Regions from separate parts of the Sus scrofa genome. Here region 2 is linked to region 1. Evidence: chromatin contacts called from public Hi-C data. All regions are on one chromosome and are shown on one strand. The core of a region is the stretch at or near the end of the contact, and the rest is flanking DNA. Distances in the headings are between cores, read along the strand shown. Region 1 overlaps TPRG1 (tumor protein p63-regulated gene 1 protein). Region 2 overlaps TP63 (tumor protein 63).

The links. A called contact is a pair of places that touch in the nucleus more often than the background predicts.
Region 2: a contact with region 1 is called in a Hi-C map of liver, with 7 times the contacts expected there. The contact joins two enhancer-like sites. A contact is called at or near these places in 2 of 47 Hi-C or Micro-C datasets (embryonic fibroblasts and liver).

What each region holds. Positions count from the first base shown.
Region 1 is chr13:126,798,111-126,800,810 of Sscrofa11.1, forward strand. The region is part of intron 5 of TPRG1 (tumor protein p63-regulated gene 1 protein); the gene reads left to right. Among named protein-coding and RNA genes, the nearest start is that of TPRG1, 270 kb to the left of the region's middle. Within about 2 kb of position 1,326, at least 4 of the 83 cell types and tissues checked have an H3K27ac peak or open chromatin away from gene starts, as enhancers often do. A contact at or near this core is called in liver, where this site is marked.
Region 2 is chr13:127,281,474-127,284,173 of Sscrofa11.1, forward strand. The region is part of intron 5 of TP63 (tumor protein 63); the gene reads left to right. Among named protein-coding and RNA genes, the nearest start is that of TP63, 170 kb to the left of the region's middle. Within about 2 kb of position 1,293, at least 3 of the 83 cell types and tissues checked have an H3K27ac peak or open chromatin away from gene starts, as enhancers often do. A contact at or near this core is called in liver, where this site is marked.

The DNA.
Region 1 (2,700 bases), core at 76-2,575:
TCCCAAATTTCTTATTTACACCTAAACCTCTAAAATATTTCTAAAATATTTTTTGCTTTTTTTTTTTTTTTTTTTTTTGGTCTTGAAACCCTGTGCTTTTGTAGTGCTCCATTGATGTATCAATTTTACCAAAATAAATCATCTTAGAGGACTGAATGATTTTACCTAATCAATTACTCCTGTGGAAAAAAAGAGGTTTTCTGCTGGAAAATAATGTTGCTTCACACTCATGTGCTAACAAAACCTAAGCAGGAAGGTCAGGCCAAGAAATACCTTCCTGCAAGAACAGGTATTATATGTTTCTCTCTCTGTACTGTTTAAATGTGTCTTCTACAAAATCTGAGGGATAGGAAATGTTGCAGGAGTGAGGCTTGGAAACTGCTGGAGGGGGTCACCCCTCATCCTGTCTGTAGAGATGCTGGTAAATGCAGGACCTAGGAGCTGCCCCCTGTTGACTTATTATCAGTGGGAGGAAGGCATGAGAAGGGAGGGCATCTCAGACATTACTCCACTACCTAATCCTTGCTTCCTTGGATCCAAAGGCCAGTGAGCTGCTCTGTGCCCCTAGAGTTCTGATTTGGCATCTCCTTCTCAGACAAGAGCTTCAAAGGGCCTCTGCTCCGCTTTGCTCTGCTCTGGGTGAAACCGGCTCATGGCCCAGGCCAATTCTGCTGGCTTCGCGTCTGTCAGTGGGTCCTAATCACTGTTATAAGTGTGGTTCTGCGGAACACCTTGTAAAATATTTTCCTATTGCTCCAGCAACATCTCCTGTCTAGACAATCTAATTATGAGCACGGAGCAAACAGCTCAAATGTTTGCCGCTCCTAAGGGTTGCCTAACTCCAGAGGTGGGGGTGGAAGGGCAGGGGAGGGGGTGTGGATGGCCTTGGTTACTTTTTGTTGACTTGACCAGAAAACTGAGTGCTCCAAAAGAATCCAGCTAACTTTTAATTAAAAAGAAATGATCTGGTTGAAAGCTGGCATTTTGTTGTTTTTCCAAACTCAGTGGAAGATTAAAGGTTGCGATTCATTTCCCTCCAATCATATCTTTTTCTTGGCTTCAAAGGTGATTTGTGGTCTCTCTGCTTAAAAAAAAAAAAAAAAAAAAAAAAAAAACCTGAAAAAAACCCCTACTTATTTAATAATCTGCCCTCCCAACAGCATGTCGAAAATAAAAAGTGGCTTCCTAAAAGTATGTTTTTTCCAAGTAGTAATTCGATTACATTCAGGGAGAATTTCCTGAGCTGTGGCCACGTGGCAAGCATGATGATGACAGTGATGAGACCTGGACTCTGCTCCCAGGATGTTTACAGTCTCCTGGGAAGGCAGACACATACGCACTGACACTTTAACTAGGCTTTGATTAGTGCTTCGGGAGAAAGTCAGCAGTGCCATGGGTGCAGGAGAGGGAGAGAAAATTTCTCCTTGGAGACATGGGAAGGTCTTAGAGGGGAAGTAGAATCTGAGGGGGTCTTTATAGGATGAGCAGGATTTGGGCAGAGAGCTAGTGAGGAGTAGGACTTCCGGGCACAACAAACAGATGGCTAACTATTGTGACCATGCTGGGTCTCCTTAGGGGCTGGGTCCCAGCTGTTGAGAAAGTCTGGTGGAAGTTTTTGAATGACTTTGGATAATGTATGAGATATTTGGGTTTTAGTCATCTTAGGATCTGAGATGTAGAAGGTTGGCACAGAGAGGAGCCTAAAACAATTGGCATTTTGCTTCAGAACGATAGGAGTGGTGACGATGGAAGAGACAGTTTGGAGGAAACAGAAATGGGAGAATGGAGTCAGCTAAGGCAGAGATTCTGAGATTCTTTGAGGGTCAAGGTGGGGATTATAATGACCTGAACTGGGCCAGTGGATGAGAAAAGGAAGGCATGGGTGTGAGAATACTTGGCTTAGTAGAACCCTTGGCACTGGCACGTGATGACTGAATTGGGTGTTCTTCATATGTGATGGGGAGGCAGAGAAGGAACCCTGAGACTACAAGTGGAAAATGCTCTTTATTTATAATGCTTATTATTTGGGGTGCATGCTTGGCTATGGGAAAATTCCATGGTTGGGATAAACTATTGGCGCCACTGACTTTTACTGAGAACTTTCCATTTCCAGGTACTGGGCTGGGTATTGTGATGTCATTGAGCTAAAGAGAGAGTTTCTGCCCTCATGGAGTTCTCAGTCAAGGGCATAGTCAGATCATTAATAAAGTATAAAATTACAACAGTGGCAGTGCTTTGAAGAAGAGATACAGGCTGGGGTGTGTAAATTATCCATTGCTGTGTAAATACTTACCTCAAAACTTGGTAGCATAAACTAAAAATCATGTACTATTTTTTTTGTTTCTGGGTCAGGAATATAGGTGTGTCTTAGCCAGGTCCTCTGGTTCAGGTCCCTGGGGACATGGCATCTTAAGCTAAAGTTCACATTGCTGTCGACAGGCTCAGGTCCTCACTGGTGGATATCCAGAGATATTGGTTCCTGCCATAGAAGCATTTCCCTAAGGCTACTGACAATGACTCCTGGCTTCCCTTCCAGGGAACAAGGGAGGGAATGAGAGGGAACAAGGGAGATTGAACAAGATAGAAGTCACAGTCTTCAGATAATCTGATCTTGGAAGGGACAGCTCATCACCTCTGCCATATTCTATTCACTGGAGGCAAGTCAATAAATCCAGCTCACACTCAAGGGGTGGCCGTCAC
Region 2 (2,700 bases), core at 43-2,542, 480 kb after region 1:
GAGGATTTCCCCACTCGATGCTTTGCCTGTTTTTTACTATACGCACATTCATGCAGGCACCATCATTGAAGCTAAGTTGAAGAACTCCCCCCACCACCCCATTAAGTCTTGGTTGCTGCAATCCACTGAAGCACACCTTCCATTTCAAAATGCATTTCCTTGAGCACCAGAATGCACCCTTGGAAGAAAAGCAGGCATAGCTCCACAGCTTACAAGTAAGCGAGGGACTAGACCCCTCTGAGGCTCAATTTGCTCCTCTTGTAGTTGTAAACAATCTTTCTTGTAGGTTGTGGGTAGGGCAGGGTGGGAGCCCACAGGCCGGTGCGGCAGCTGAGCAGTTCCTGCGCAGACCATGCTAGTTACTGCTGGAGCTCGATGCTGTAGGGTCACTCTGTTCATAGGTAAGTTAGCCCTTCTTCAAAAGGCTCACAGTCTATCAGGGCAAACTGATAAACCAAGCTGTAATTCAGTGTGACAGGTGCTATAATCTGTCTGGAATGTCCCCCTACTTACCACCCTCCTTGTCTGCCAGGCAGACTCCTACTCAGCCTTTAAAACTCACTGAAAGCCTTAATTGTCCAGGAAGCCTTCCTTTGCCATGCACCCTCCCCTCCCCCGGACCCCCCCCCCCCCCCCCGCTCCCCGGCAACATACACACTTACTCAGGAGTTCCTTCTCTTATGTTCATTACATTTTGTGCATATATTCAGAATCCCAGTGTGCAGCATGGCTGTCTCACCATTACCCTGTGAACTCAGACGCAGTAACCTGGTCTTTTCATCTCTGTTATCTCAGTGCTGGCACATATAATGGGTTTCAGCAAATATTTGTCAGATGATATCCTTGTCTGAGCAAAGTGTGATGCAGTACAGGAAACAGACGGATTTGTCCAGCTTCACAGAGGACTTAACATTTAAAATTGGCTCTCCCAGGATGAGCTGGGTCTCACTATGGAGAAAAAGAGGACATTTCAGGTAGAGGATCCAGGTAAGTGAAGGCATGGAGACACAACCATGCTGTGTAAGTCTAGGGGTAGGAAAGGGTCTGGCATCTCCGGACCACACAATATTTGGAGGAATGGCTGAGGAGCAGGAAATGAGGCTGGAGAGGAGTTCACAGAGCCAGATGGAGAGGGCCTCTGAATCATCCTAAGGGATTTGACTCCCATCTTGCAGGCATGGAGGAGACTTGGAAGGGCTTTGAGTAGGGGGAATGACATCATATTGTACTAGAGGAAGATAACTGGCAATGGGTTGGAGGTGGGAAGACCAAAGGCAGGGAGGCTGTTGCAATAGTTCAGATAAGAGATAAGATGGGGGAAGTGAAGGTGAGTGTGCGGTTAGGAGTGGATTTGCAGTGTATATTCCAGAGACAGAAACCTACTTCCTGGTGATTGGGGTTGTTTTGAGTCCTAATATTGTACATTTCCTGCAGTTTTTTAAGAGCTACTTCTTATCAGGGCTACAGTAACAAACAAGTCAAAGGATATAGTCCTCAAGTGTCGGGGAATTTTTGGGGTTATGCTTTTACTTTCTTCTCTTAGGATTCCTCTTGGCTATTCATCCTACAGATGTCTATTGTTGGCCAGAGAAAGAAACACCTTCTGTTCTTTCTGGTTCTGCCTTGCCCTGGAAGTGTCTGGGAGGAAGTTTTATTGATTGAAGAAGGATGAGCTCTGGCCAGAAAGCCAGTGACTGGCTTGATGGCTTTGGCCAGGCCGTCTTACTGCTTTGGGCTTCAGTTTCCTTATTTATGAAAAAAAAAAAAAAAACATATTGAAAGAAATCTTTAATCCTTCTTTGTATTTCTTATCCTAAATATAAGAATTAATACTTTCTGGTAAAATGCTTTTACTGGGTAAAAATAATATATCTAACCATAGCCCACAGAAATGGAAGCATCTTTTACTTCAGTTCAGTGTATAATGAAAAAGAAAAAAAAAAAAAATGCTGTGCCAAAACAAAACAAAACAGTTCTACTTTACAAAATCAATAACTGGAAAGATGTACTTTGACCTGGAGTTAGCCCTCAACTCAGTTCAGTGAAGTGAATTATAAAATCTCTCCATTCCTTTTTGCTGAATGTTAGAGACGAATGTGTGACAAAGGATATTTACTGTTCAAACAAACAAAAAATAACTACTTAAAATTTTTACTGGCACCCAAAGAAGGATTCAAACTTTTCTTGACAGATACAGTATTTCAAAATCTATCTATAGGAACTGGGCCAAAAGAAAGACATTGTAAATTACCTGCCTAGACACCCAAGCATCTGAAAAGAAGAATCAGGAAATGAATTAAATGTTTTTTTCCTGTTTCAGTCCCTGGAACATACTGTTTCTGAAAAGTATACTACAGAGAGTGCTCTAAATTGGTACTAAATATAATGTGGTTAAGAACTTTAAGCATTCATTCTGTCTTTTTTTTTTTTTTTTTTTTTTGTCTTTTTGCTATTTCTTTGGGCCGCTCCTGCGGCATATGGAGGTTCCCAGGCTAGGGGTCTAATTGGAGCCGTAGCTATCGGCCTACACCAGAGCCACAGCAACTTGGGATCCGAGCCGTGTCTGCAACCTACACCACAGCTCACGGCAACGCCGGATCGTTAACCCACTGAGCAAGGGCAGGGACCGAACCCGCAACCTCATGGTTCCTAGTCGGATTCGTTAACCACTGCGCCACGACGGGAACTCCTAAGCATTCA